Linked DNA regions of Zea mays: region 1 is linked to region 2. A link is a contact called in public Hi-C data. All regions are on one chromosome and are shown on one strand. The core of a region is the stretch at or near the end of the contact, and the rest is flanking DNA. Distances in the headings are between cores, read along the strand shown. Region 1 holds the start of LOC100279211 (Acyl-CoA N-acyltransferase with RING/FYVE/PHD-type zinc finger domain). Region 2 holds the start of LOC107305682 (Cysteine-rich repeat secretory protein 55).

What was found. Hi-C and Micro-C count contacts between places; a contact is called where the count stands out from the background.
Region 1: a Hi-C map of tassel shows a contact between it and region 2, with 2.3 times the contacts expected there. The contact joins the promoter of LOC100279211 here to the promoter of LOC107305682 in region 2. A contact is called at or near these places in 3 of 25 Hi-C or Micro-C datasets (ear, leaf and tassel).

What each region holds. Positions count from the first base shown.
Region 1 is chr1:41,688,766-41,695,646 of Zm-B73-REFERENCE-NAM-5.0, reverse strand. It overlaps LOC100279211 (Acyl-CoA N-acyltransferase with RING/FYVE/PHD-type zinc finger domain), which reads right to left and starts at 2,874. Exons shown (of 23, transcript NM_001360944.1): 1 at 2,832-2,874; 2 at 2,028-2,123; 3 at 1,904-1,948; 4 at 1,426-1,754; 5 at 1,011-1,230; 6 at 830-901; 7 at 532-730; 8 at 370-433. The coding sequence starts at 2,045.
Region 2 is chr1:41,372,959-41,379,758 of Zm-B73-REFERENCE-NAM-5.0, reverse strand. It overlaps LOC107305682 (Cysteine-rich repeat secretory protein 55), which reads left to right and starts at 2,374. Exons shown (of 2, transcript NM_001320826.1): 1 at 2,374-2,776; 2 at 2,893-3,525. The coding sequence starts at 2,427. The coding sequence ends at 3,349. LOC100381585 reads left to right here and starts at 4,292. Exons shown (of 1, transcript NM_001356628.1): 1 at 4,292-6,093. The coding sequence starts at 5,121. The coding sequence ends at 5,699.

The DNA of each region.
Region 1 (6,881 bases), core at 1,625-4,124, 320 kb before region 2:
CATTATGATGATTTAAATGTAAGTGACTGCAAATTGGCAGTACACTTCATCGAAATGGTGAAAAGGTTTGCTAAAATAGTTAAGAGATAGAACAACAAATTAGCAAGGATAGGGATGTCAGTTCAAAGTTAAAAATCAATTCTCACTGAAAATGCATCCAATTAGCCCAAGCCATCACTTGCAAGGTTTATGGGCTTACGGAGTATATACAGAAGCTGAAGCCCCAAAACAATAGTAGGTAAAACTATGGATGCATATATACTATATAGAATATAGGAACATAAATAGATCTTAAGATAACATGGCACAGTATATATGTATTTATAAATCTGAACTTAAGTCCTATTGAAATTTTGCAATGCAACCTACCTCTGAGTCAAACAACCATCTGAAGCCACAGCATCTAAATAATCTTTTCTCTTCTGAAATGAAGCTAAACGATCAACAAGATGGAAGATAGGACAAGGAAAAAATTAGCACATTCTGAGCAACACACAAAACCAACAGATCCTTAGGTGCTAGCTAAAATACCTTTCCACTTGTTATACTCATCCAAATTAGGAGGGAAACCAATCTTCTCTTCAATGAAATCCCCAAGCATGTTAAGCTTACAAGGTTTCAGTGCTTCCACCACCCTGAATAGAGAAATCCCGGTATCCAAGAAGATGTGATCAATCTGGTTGTCAAATGACTGACCATAATGCTCCTCAAACTCGCACGCATTCATAATCTACAATTTATCAGGTATCATGAGGTCAGTTACCAGACAAATTAAAAAGAGCAGTATAACTTATCATTGATGCAACACAAACAGTACCAGAAAGCTTACATTACTATTGTAATTACACTTTGAGCAGCCACAAGAATAACCCTGTCCATTTATCCGTCCAACCTCCTCCACCTAAATATAATCAAAATGAAGCATAAATGTTGTCCTTGAGATACAAAACCCTATGTTTCAGTCAGTTTACTCAATCAACAATCCTAATGCCAGCAGGAACAACACACACCTCATCCTTCATGTAGGTCACCCTGAAACCTTCAAGAAGTCCAGTGGACAGCAGTCCTCTAACATCTCTAAGGTCACTGTCTAGCTGATACTCTGTTTCTGTCACTCCCACTAGAGCATCGTGCATCACATGGTCACCACCTGCTTCATCTTTGATCTGTTCCGCAGCAGGCCCTTCAATGCCGCATATAGTGTCCAACTCAGCCGTGGAACTGCTTTGCCTGCTTAAAAACTGAAGGAACTAAGTAACATGCAACGAGTACTAATATAGATAATTGCATAAATACTTGTCTGATTATGCCAGTTTATGATTGAACACATGTCCCCGAGTCCCACTGAAGGTCTAACACTTCGCTACGAAATTACACCATCGCATAGATAGTTGCCATAACAAATCGATCAGTGGAATCACTCACTTCAAACCAAGCAGACACAAGCTGGCTTTCTCCTCCTCGGTCAGCATCACCATGGCTCCCCGTCCAGGCAAAGGGGGATCCACCGTCACGCCGTCAACCTGAACCCCGTTGGGTTCCCAGCTAGCGGGCGCGCCTGCTTGCTGCCCCTGCGGCGCAGATGAGGCTTCGGTGGCAGGCACAGTCATGAGTACCCCGGCGGTCGCCCAAAACTCCTCCGCACAAGGGGGCCAATTTCTGAGCTCGTGGAACAGGTCGTAGAGCAACTTGTCGTTGATGAGGAGGATGTTACCGTTCTGGTTCTTCGACTCCGCCCCCACGTGCTTCTCAAACTGCAGCGCCGACCAATGGCGGACACAGGACAAGGTTCTAAATGGGGTGGCATCGTAAGAGACAAATCAGTACAGACAAAAGTAGTTTTATGATGATAACGTGAAGGTTAAGTGATAATATCAGAAATGTTCCAAAATTACATAAATACCGGAAATCCTTTTTGGTTGTACCGAATCACCAATAAAAATCCAATCTATACTTCGAAAAATTGTATATTAGATAAAAATCAATACAAGAAAAATATGTTGACAAAAGTAGTATAGTGAATATACCGCTAAGTTACCAAACATCCATGAAGATATAATTTAGTATACCACTCTGAATGGACGACACATAGCCTAGTTACAATAGAGGTACACTGTACATTGCTGATCACAAAATATCATGCAAAATCACAGAAAAAATAAATACCAATTAGAGACATTGCAAAATGAAGACCATATCAATTTTGAGCAATGAGGAAACTTGATTACATTTCTTAAAATTCAAATGCAATTACTACTGTCAAGTTACCAGATCATACATAATGACTTACGTTTCAAGATACTGAAGTAGAATATGAACGATGACCAACATCAACAGACAAAAATAGAGGCATAAAGCCACTCAGTACAGAGTAATAACAGAAACAAGATAGTCACTAGATAGATATCTGTATCCCTGGATCTTCAGCCACTAGATAGATAATTGTAACTTAATCAGAGTATCAGACTGTGGATATGCCACTCTGTATCTCTAGATCTTTGCACTGAATAAGAATAACATCAACGCAGTCCAAAACAAATATGAAGCCACCCTGCTTTTTAAATCTAAGGCCTGGAACAATTATTGTGACTGGTATCCAGCAACCCAAGTAAACATACAGCAGCAGGCAGGCAGCTTAACTTCCATCCACATAAAGCAAGCAGTACCACTAGACAATACTTCTGGAGCCTTGACTAATATCAAAATCCCTCTCGTGACTCACAGCTCAACATTGTTGGGACCAACAATAACTCATTAACTTTATATGGTTGCCAGTGCAAGCTTGATAGTAACTTGATGTTGGTGTTTTTGGCTACTAGCTAATTCCTTACCTCGAATCGTCGCCAGTGGAATCAGCCGGAACACTAGCTAGGTAAAGTGGCTGGCTTGCTTGCTCTGATAGCTTTCAAGAGGACGGAGAGGAAGCTGTATCCCACACGATCGAAGACGAACCAGACCGCGGTGGAGCCCACCACGAGGGAAGGTAGGAGGCCGTGAGATGGCGGCGGCAGGCGGCCGACAACGAGGGCAGGCGGCGAGGGGAGGGGATCGAACGGCTAGCGTGGTGAGTAGGCCGACCAAGCAGTAGAGCTCTAGATGGGTTGGGCCTAGAGAAAAAAAAAACTAGCTTCTATTAGATTTGGCCCTATCTACTGCATAAAACTTTGTTTATTTTGCTGCAGTAAACGAGGTTATAAAAGTGAGTTGGAGCCATGGGTCATGGCCCACCTTGCCCATGTCCGCCCTTGGCGTCGACAGACGACAGCACCTGCGCGGCGCAAAGAAGAAACCCATGAGAAGATGAAGATCCGAGCAAAACCATAGAACCGGCGAAGTATTCCGAAAACATATAGGTACTTGATCGAGCTGACTGACCTTGTCGTGGCAGCCGCAGCAGGCGTAGCCGCCATCGGTGACGAATCTAGGAGTTCTAGCTTAAGAACTCTAATTTTTCATAAATTTCTGTTTTTTAAAAATAATTATTTTTCTTTGAGAAAATATGAATTCCTAAAGAAAATAGAATTCTCAAACTAGCCCTAAAAGAAACGACGATGTTCAAGTGGCCTGAACTGGGTCTATCGATTTTGTCACAAGTCTTGTGGCCAATGTACTCACATATTATTCCATTCCGAGAAAACGTAAATGTCGGAGAGTAAATCTCCGGCCGGGTGGTGGAATGCACCCACCCTAAATCCTAAGATGAGAAGGGGTCTAAGCTTTTTTCTTGTTAGTTGGAAAATGGGGAGAACACAAGAACACGCAAGGATTTAGAGTGGTTCGGGTCGCCGGAGCGTAACACCCTACTCCACTGTGTGATGTATTGAGCTTGTATGAACTTGTGAGCGTCTAAGTGTGCTTAAGTCTCAGTCCGCTCGAGCCTAAGTGAGCTTGTCTTGTAATGGTGCATGCCTCCCCTTTTATAGTTGAAGGGGGGCACGTACAAGGGTGATGAGCACCGACATGCGGGCCCAGGGACATAGCAGATGTAATACTTGGAGCAACTAATGTTCGTTGCTGGAGCAATCTTCTTGTGCCCTGACATCCATGATCTGCGTAGTATTGGCGTGCAGGGGAAGCTTCCCTGGCAACGTATAAGTGATGATGGACACAGTGCACCTCGCAGCACGGGCGTACTGTTTGACAATGGACTGGACATGCACGCCGCCTGCATGATGGCCTGGATGCCGCCTGTCAGCGGAGTGGACAGGACACATTAAATGCTGAGAGGGCACATCGTCTGTCAGCGGATAGACAGGCGGCGCGTCTTTTCCGCAATAAATGCAGAGGCAGCGCGGCCCAGAGGCCTTACGTCAGGCCCCGCCCGCTGGTTTACGTCACAGGCGATAGTCCACGTGGCAGCATCGGGCCTCCGCCTGAGCGGGGAGTGGAAGCGCACTGGATAAAGCCTGGACACGTGTCAGTACCGGACCCTCGCCTGTCCTTGACCTAGACCAGGGTATTCCCTGTCCCGGGACCTTGCTGCGGGTGGCCTGGACCTCACTTAGAGGGGTTCGGACCTCATCCAAGGGGTCCGGCTTGCTTACTTGGGAGTCCCGGACCGTACTCGGAGGTCCGGGCTATGTGTACAGGGGCCCGATGCTTTCTTGAGGAGGTCCGGACCTACTGATGGTATCCTGGAGTATATCACCTCTTTTGTCCACATGGCATCTCTGGGACTGCCCACGTGTTGGGGTCGGGTGCTGTTCACCGCGCGGCTAGAGATAGCCGCACGGGCACCGTGTCTTCATGCTGTAGTAAGGGGTACCCCTAATTCAGGGTACCGACAGTAAATAACTCATACGTGAAAAAGGATGGAAATAGATATCTAAACTATGATCAACAGATCGTACATATGACAATATAAAACACTTTTTAGTATTAGATTCTATTTACATAGTGAAGTTTTAAGTTTATGGCCATTAAATCGTATATATACCTATGCAAACATTTACATGGAAGTTTATATCGTAAGATTTGAAATGAGAGATGTTACTAAACAGGGGGTGAAAACTAAGTCTAAGATAGGCTTAACACACAAGTCATTATAGATGGTCATTTAGCACTAACACGATGGGCCAGCCCAGACACGACACGAAAAAACACGGCCTAGGCACGACCCGGTCCGGCTAGTATAGTGTCAGTGCCTAGCACGGCACGACTATAGTGCCGTGTCTGGGCCACCATCTCGACCCGTAGTGCTGGCACGGGCACGACACGGTTACATTTTTATTTTAAAAATAATAGTTTACATATATTAAGTATAAGAAATCTACTACTACTCTATAAGGCTCTAAGGAGGGTGTCCACAGTTGTGTGTCATGCCCCCGCCCCTGCGATTCGCGTCCCTGCAGCCCTGCTCTCCGTGGATGGAAGGACAAAATTCCACGGATGCCTCCGCGACCGCCCCGCCATCCTCGCCCTCGTCTCGATCTCCATCGATGGAAGGGCGCCAGGGATTGCCTCCGCGGCAGCCCCCACCATTCTCGCCCCTGTTCGCTCTCCGCCATCCTCGCCCACACCCGCCATCCACAGAGGCGACACCATGCCCCCGCTCCTCTCCCCTCCGCGCCATCCTCGCCCGCGCCTGCTCGCACACCCCACCATCCTTGCCCTCCTACGTGCAGGTCCTCGGCGCCCCTTCCCCTGCCCCTGTCGTCCCCGCATATTTGGATCCGAGGTTCGCTCAGATTGCCTTGCCTCACCAGGGCCCCACCGCGGCGGTCAGGGAGCATGGTGGGTGGGAGAGACGGGTAGGAGTGGAGGAGGAGGTGAAGCTCAACATCGACAACATGTTCGCGACGCTCGAGTCCCTCAAGAAGAAGGGCAACAAGGGCAGGGTGGATGGGCCGTCCTCCAAGAAGAATCATGGCGCAGCCGCACTGCAGCAGTAGCAGGAACCACCTCGAAGGAGGTCTTTTGGGCTCCCGCGCTGCTCACTACCGTCTCGCGTCATTTACCACCGACGATTGGCTTGACAACCCGGATCTAGGGTCCTTCCTCCTCAAGCAGGAGCGCGGCACCATGGTATTGGGCGAGGGCGTCAGTGCCGCGCATGCTTGAGTTCGTCGAGCGCGCTGCCAGGGTGCTCGAGTGATGCGGTGAGGGCGTCGAACTCGAGCTCACAATGAGTTTCCACATCGCTGCTGCCATCCACTGCGGGCTCGGTCGCCACGCCAACGCCATCCCCGTCCTCGAGCGCACCGTCAAAGTCGTGAAGCCAACACAAGAACCGTCTGCCAACAGCAAGCCTGAGGCCGGTGCAGCCAGCGGCGACGACGAAGCAGCTGCAATCTGTCGAGCCCAACTAGAGGGGTGAGTGGTGCTGCTCCTAATGAGATCGCTGGAGGCTTAATGGAGATTCCTTCCATCTATGAGGCACTTGGTGATCTCGATGTGGCCCAAAAGCTTTTTCAGAGGGAAACTTAGGTTGCTCAAGGGCTCATCGAGGGAGTGGAGCATTGTTGTCGGTGTTGTGGCACAAATGGGTGTTCTGTACTACATGGTGGGAGGTATGCAGATCTGGGGAACTCGTTCGAGAGTGCAGTTGCAAAGTCTAGGGCCATTAGTGAGAGGAAGTCAACATTTTCGCGTTATGTTGAACCAGATGGGGCTAGCTTGCGTGTAGCTGTTCAAGATAGACGAGGTTGCACAGTTGTTTGAGGAGGCAAGGGAGGTTCTGGAGCAGGAGTGTGGCGCTTCTCATCCTAATACTCTTGGTGTGTACAACAACCTTGCTGCAATCTATGATGCCATGGGAAGGTATATGTCATATTTTGTTCTTCTGCAACCTTCGTCCATTATTCAGAATCCATGATCATATCTCTTTCTGTGATGCAATTATAGTCCTAATCTGTAGTACAGATAGATGGAGTACACAACCA
Region 2 (6,800 bases), core at 1,125-3,624:
TATGAGGCAATTCTAATTCATCAATCTTCTTGTCTCTTCTTTGGTGGATTTAATTTTATTTATGTCTTTACGTTGGAGCTTCTACTTCTTGGTGACTTGAACTTTTAGCATGTTTCACACGATTTCAATGTGGCTTCTAATGTTTTACCTGAGGTGTTGATCATTAGTACTATTCTTTTGCCTAAGTTCAGATCTAGCTTGCATCCATTTAAACTATACATTGTATACTAGTAAATAGTATCAATCTAAATGAGCATGTTATTTATCAAACGCCAAAATCCAAACTTGATGGTGGCTATTTTCCTTATTTGGTGGGGTATACCCGTTATATCATGTAGCTCCACTCGTGTGTATCGATGTGCACCCATATGTCACAAGACTACCTACAATGGACCAGTTATATTTTCCTTATATCGGTTGATGCTATGGAAGCTACAGGACAAGGGGACGACACAATACGTCACCAGGTCTAGGGGAGCACTGTGGAGCTCCCATGTCTCGATTCTAGTGCTCGACAGTATTTATTAGTTGCGTAAAAATGGTATGTATGATAAAAAGTATGGGAAATGATATTTTATAAAGATAATGGGGGCATATGGGGAATATTTAGGAGGAACCGCTGCAGAAAGATGAAAAGTAGGGGTAGAATTTTGGTGAGGTGACTCTATAGTACGGTATAAGTGAGAAAAAGAACGAGTTTCCTCTTAGCCCCCCCCCCCCCCCCACATTCCGCGTTGGATTTGGGGGTTCTATATAGTGCTGGGAATATTGGCCGGGCTTTTCGGGCTAGCACGAGCACGACCCGAAGGCGGGCCTGGGTCAGGCCTCAAATTCCGGCCCGTCGGGCCCCCGACACGGCCCAATTAAGTCCAATCTGTTTAATTTCTTTAATTTAGTAAGATATCGACTTTATATTGGTGTTATATTTAGAGTTTATGTGGTTAAATGATGCTAGAATTGTTTAATATGTTTAATTTAGTAAGCCATGAACTTTATATGGTTGTAATATTTTGATTTTATGTGGTCAAATATACGGGGCCAGGCTTAGGCCGGCACGGCCCAACGAAGGCATAACGTGATTTAGGGCTTTCCTGGCACGAACCCGTTTAGCACGAAGCACGATAGGCTTAGGCCAGACTGACCCGGCCCGGCCCAATTCCCAGCACTAGTTCTATATATGCTTCTATCTTAAAATTTGCTGACGTGGTCAGCTCTGTGGATGAACTCCTCTTACTCCGCGTCGTGTCTGCTTCTGGGTGGACGAGTGGAACTCCACACAACTTAAGACCAGTGTACTCCACCTATGGCCTAGGGGGATTGGTGGACCATGCATGCAAGATGGATGCGTCTGGTCCTCTTCTTCCTTTTCGGCCTTCACTCCGGCCGCCAGATTTACATGCTCTGACAGTTAAACGTGCGATTGGTTTAGGTAATTAGTCACTACTAGGCAGCTACCATCCACATCACTACATGGACATGGATATATTGGTTCACTCGAGCAACTTACAACCTGTTTTTATCGTGCATTACAGTAGTACAACATCTAGCTAGCTGACTACGAATGTCTCCGACACAAACACAACCTTTATTTTAACTTGCATGCAAATTATAACAAAACAAAGCTGATCTCTCTCTCTCTCTCTCTCTCTCTCTCTCTCTCTCTCTCTCTCTCTCTCTCTCTATCTCTCTTTTTTTCTGAACCCCAGGAAATCGAAATCCAGGGAGCTCTCGTCTATGAGCTGTGATGTGCTAAACTGCTACTCCCAAGGACAAAGTCACAATCACACAACTTCTTCACAAGTGTTGTCTAAAGTCTAAACCATGCAAAGCCCCAAGTCAAAGTCAATGGGCCATACTAGTAACATGCATGGCGCGGATGGAGCCGCCAATCCAGCTATAGCCCAATGTCTGCAAGTTGCCAAGTGCCCTTCTGCCCGTGCCCACCCGTGGACCAGCAGCTGACTCAGCGGCCAGCAATTATATGTCTATAAAATGTGCTGGTCAATTTTTTTAAATCTAACTATCTTTATAAAAAACATTCGCAATATTCATAACTTTTAAATAGGTTTAATAATCTATTTAATGATACTAATTATATAATACAAATATTAGTATTTTTAATATATTTGGAAAAGCTAATTATATTACATTTTTTATAAAGCGAGAACGATAATTAAAAAGTCATAGAAGAGGGAGCATGTGCTCACGGTCATGCACTCATGCTAATGTCCACGTCAAAATTTGCATGCAACCAAGAAAACAGTCAAATAAAGAACGTTCGGCAGCAAACCAGCAAGCACCTCTGCTCGATCTCCTATCCGCGCTCTCCGATCCCGGCACTATATAAGCTCCAGCCATTCTTCTCAATGGAGAGCACGCACTTGCAAAGAACTCGAGAGCTTGATTCAATCATACCCTACACTGCCATGGAGTCCAGCAGGATGCGCTGCTGCATGCTGCTTGTTGTTTCCTTGGCTCTGCTGCTCCCGCTGGGCATGGCCGCGGACTCCATCGGCAGCTACTGCTCAGGAAGCAGCTACGCTGGCAGCAGCAAGGCCGTGGCCAACATCAACTCCGTCCTCGCCGACCTCGTCGCCTCGGCCTCCTCCACCGGGGGCTACGCCACGTCCACCGCCGGCAAGGGCAACAACAGCATCATCTACGGCCTCGCGCAATGCCGCGGCGACGTCTCCGCCAGCGACTGCGCGTCCTGCCTTGCCGACGCCGCCAAGCAGCTCCCCAGCACCTGCAGCTACAGTTCCGACGCGAGGATATGGTATGCTCAACACTGCATGGCTGTATAGATACGTATGCAATTATGTAGACACATGCATGCAAGTATGCAACTGCTAATGCTAAGCATCGAGCTTGCATACATACATATGCATGCAGGTACGACTACTGCTTCATGCGGTACGAGAACGCCAACTTCTTCGGGCAGGCGGACACGGACGCGGGCGTGATCCTGGTGAACGTGCAGGCCATGGACAACCCGAAGGCGTTCGAGAAGGCGGTGGGGAAGGTGATGGGCAAGGCGACGGCGCAGGCGTCGGCGGCGGGCAGCGCGGGGCTCGGGCGGGACAAGGAGCAGTACACGCCGTTCGTGTCCATCTACGGGCTGGCGCAGTGCACGCGGGACCTCGCGCCGCTGACCTGCGCGCAGTGCCTGTCCACGGCGCTGTCCAGGTTCGGCGACTACTGCGGCGCGCAGCAGGGCTGCCAGATCAACTACAGCAGCTGCAGGGTGCGCTACGAGATCTACCCCTTCTACTTCCCGCTCGCCGGAAAGGGCGGCGGCCTCGCCACCACCGACATGACGAAGAACACCAAGATCGTCGTGCGTCCTTAATTAGCCTGAAGTGACTTGTGTGCCTTAACGTAGGGTAAAGTAGCCTTGCGTTAGCTAGCAATAAAGATGTGCAACTGTATGTGTTAAGAGCTTATGCAGTGTAAGTACATCTCTGCGTCGAAGCAATAGTATTGATATGTTAAACTACGATCAGTCACCACCAACTTTTATGTTCCCATCAGCATGCATCATTCGGTATGTAAAAGATTACTCCACTGCTCAAGCTTAACACGGATCGATGATGCGCATTGCGCGCTACTCTTGTTTCGATATTTGTTTGCTGTTGCAGTGGGACATACATAATGGAAGAACATTCTCTCAATCTCAAGACAGGTCCCGCTGGTTCGACGACCACACCATGTATCTCAGCCGCTGGAACTTTTTTTTCCTGACTGGAGAGTACGTGAAAACTACTAGTAGCCTCAGAGGAGTATCTTAAATGGAGAACAGAATGGAAAATGCGCCTACCTGAATCCAGGGTACCTAGTTGCAATTTGAAAGCTTGGCAGCAGGGAACATGCGACAGCATGGGCAAAAAGCAGAGCTTTATTTCACCTGCTCGCTGTATGCTGCCTGCTGGAGCTGGCATGGATTCATCTCAAGCGACACCGGCGAGATTGATCTGGGCATGCACAAGCCACACTCGCTCTAGCTAGCGGCCGGCGAAGTTCAGAGTTCAGACCACTCTCTTCTTTTTCTTCTTATCTTCCTAAACTCCATTGCCGGCGATGGACCTGACGAGCGTCGTCCCTTCGCTTGCGCTGTTCCTCTCCGTACAAATGTTCAAATCCAAAAGGCGGCGTGGAGTCTTGGCGGCCGCCGGGCCGCCCACGTGTTGGGAATTCCGGCGAGTTCAGCTGCCGGTTCTCACACTTACTAACTTTACAATCGATCGAATAACTAGAGACAGGAACTGAAGAACTAGAGACGAGGTGATATTTTGGTGCTGTGTAACGGACAACCTTTTCTGTCGTATTGCTCTGAATTAATAAACAGACTCGACTCGTTTACATGCACTTCATGTTGCGTTTACTCGCCGTGCCATCCCACGTCCTACAAGCACTCGCGCACTCTCCTAAGACTCGGACTCGCCCCGCATGAACTGGCCTACGACAGGCACTAGACTCGTTCAGCCACAACTAACTGGCCGGTTATTCAGGCCAACGAATTCAAAGAAAAATATAGCTAAGTCCTAACTGACAGGAGCTAAGTCCCAACGGATAGACATCAGGATTACAGACAACAAACCCCCCTAATCCTAGAGCTCATCCTTTATGTTGACGACGCCAATGCGATCACGGAGGAGCTAGAACTTCACACGATCCAGCGGCTTTGTCAATATATCCGTGAGCTGATCTTGAGTTGTAATCTGCTTAAGGATAATTTTCCTCCTGTCCACACATTCTCTGATATAATGAAATCGTGTGTCAATGTGTTTAGTTCGATCATGGTGGACAGGGTTTTTGCTAAGGTCGATTGCTGACTTATTGTCCACTTTGAGGACCGATGGTTCGGGCTCTCCTCCCATCACATCCTTCAGATCTAGTTTGAGTACTTTGAGTTTAGAGTGCTTTGGAGAGATTGGAGAGTGTGTAAATCCTCAATATATCAAATACTCCTTCAATATATCTCAATTCACTCTAATACGACTCATTACTAGAATACCTACACTAGGCCTCAGTAGTCGTACTGGCCAGACTGTTCCACATGCACCTACTGCTGCAGCTATGTACTCGCCTCACAGGATGAGAGAGCTAGCACCTTTTGCTTAATGGACTGCCAAGTGATAGGATTATTGGCCAAGAAGAAGAACAACCCGCTTGTGCTCCTTCTGTCGTCAACATCTCCTGCGTGGTCACTGTCACTGAATCCAACCAATTCCTTGTGTTCCGTGAATCCAACCATCTCCTGCGTGGTCATCAACATCTCCTTCTGTCATCCACCAGATGTACGTGCTGCTGCTCCGTCGCGGCGCGTGGCTTCTCCAGCGCTGGCAGCAGGGTCACTGGCCCCTCCACAGCACTGGGCGACTCCTCCAGCGCTGGGGCTAGGGTTAGAGGTGGTGGATCCGGCGCCGCCTTCTCCAGCAGGGGCCAGGCCACCTGCTTCGGGGGATGATCTGTCGGCGCCTCCTCCACCAGGGACGGGACCGCTAGCTGCAACAGTTGTCCCGGCGGCGCCTCCAATGCCCCGACCGGGGTCTCCTGTGGGTGGATCTGAGCCCGAGAAGCCTCCAGCGCCGGGGATTCTGCCGACGATGCGGTCTCCACCGCAGAGCGGGCGGAGCTGGACGGAGGAGACCCGTGCGAGGAGCAGAGTCCCCTCCTCCTCTTCGGCCTGCGCGACATAGGCCTTCCCCTTGTTGGACTTAGACGGGCAATCTCTGGCCCAGTGGCCAGTTTTGCCGCAGCTCCGGCACTGGTCGCGGCCTTTCCCAGCACCGGTTCGCTCGCCAGTTGCTTGTCGCGCCTCGACGTAGACGTCGCCTGTGGTTACCGGACTTCGACGCGCCGGCGTCATTTCGGTGCTTCTCCTTCCACCGAGCCTCCCACTGCTCCTCCGTTAGGTACAGCTTACCCCCCGTCGACGGTGGTGAGGCATCATCAGCATGCTCGGCCGCTTTCAGTCGGCCGGTGATATCCTCCATCGACAGGGTCGACACATCCAGTCGGAAACTACTAGTTGCTTGTACCTTGACTCCCGATCCAAAGATACTTCTCCACTAAGTTAGGGCTAATCGATTAGCTCTCAATTCATATGGATTGAGTGGGATTGGATGGGTTTAAATCCCAAGGAAGTCAAAGTTTTTCTAAATTTTTTCTAATCCCATAAAATCCATATATAGTGTGAATAACCAAACAAGGTCTTATTTGGCGAATCTGAATCACCTAGCATAGCGAGCTGCGCGACCACGTCCGTGAGTCAAAGTGCGAATGCCTCCACCGACTTGCCGTCTCGGAACGAGAGCATCTCGTACATGCGGCGTAGCCTCTGTGCCGTCGACTTCCTCACTCATTCATCGCCGATCCGCATCGTCTTTAGTGTTTCCCACGCCTCCTTTGCCGTGGGCTTGATAGCCAGTGTGGCCACCATCTCTGGTGGCGCGGCGCTGCAGATGACATCCAGTGCCATCCGGTCGTCGCGCTCGTCGACGTCGCCGATCTCCACAGCTTCCCAAAGCCCGCGTGCTTGCATTTTCACCTTCATTAGCAGAACACAGTCGTTGTAGTTAGTCTTGGTGAGGGTCGGATATGTGGTCGACCCAGGCGCTATGACGTGCTCCACAACGCGCTCGATGACGACCTCGCGAGTCCACGGTCCGTCCTCGCCGGAATTGTAGTGTCCTCGAGCGCTCCGGCGATACATATATCCTCCCGGTCTTCTTCCTCAGTTTTCATACCAATTGTTTGGAATTCCGACGAGTTCAGCTACCGATTCTCACACATACTAA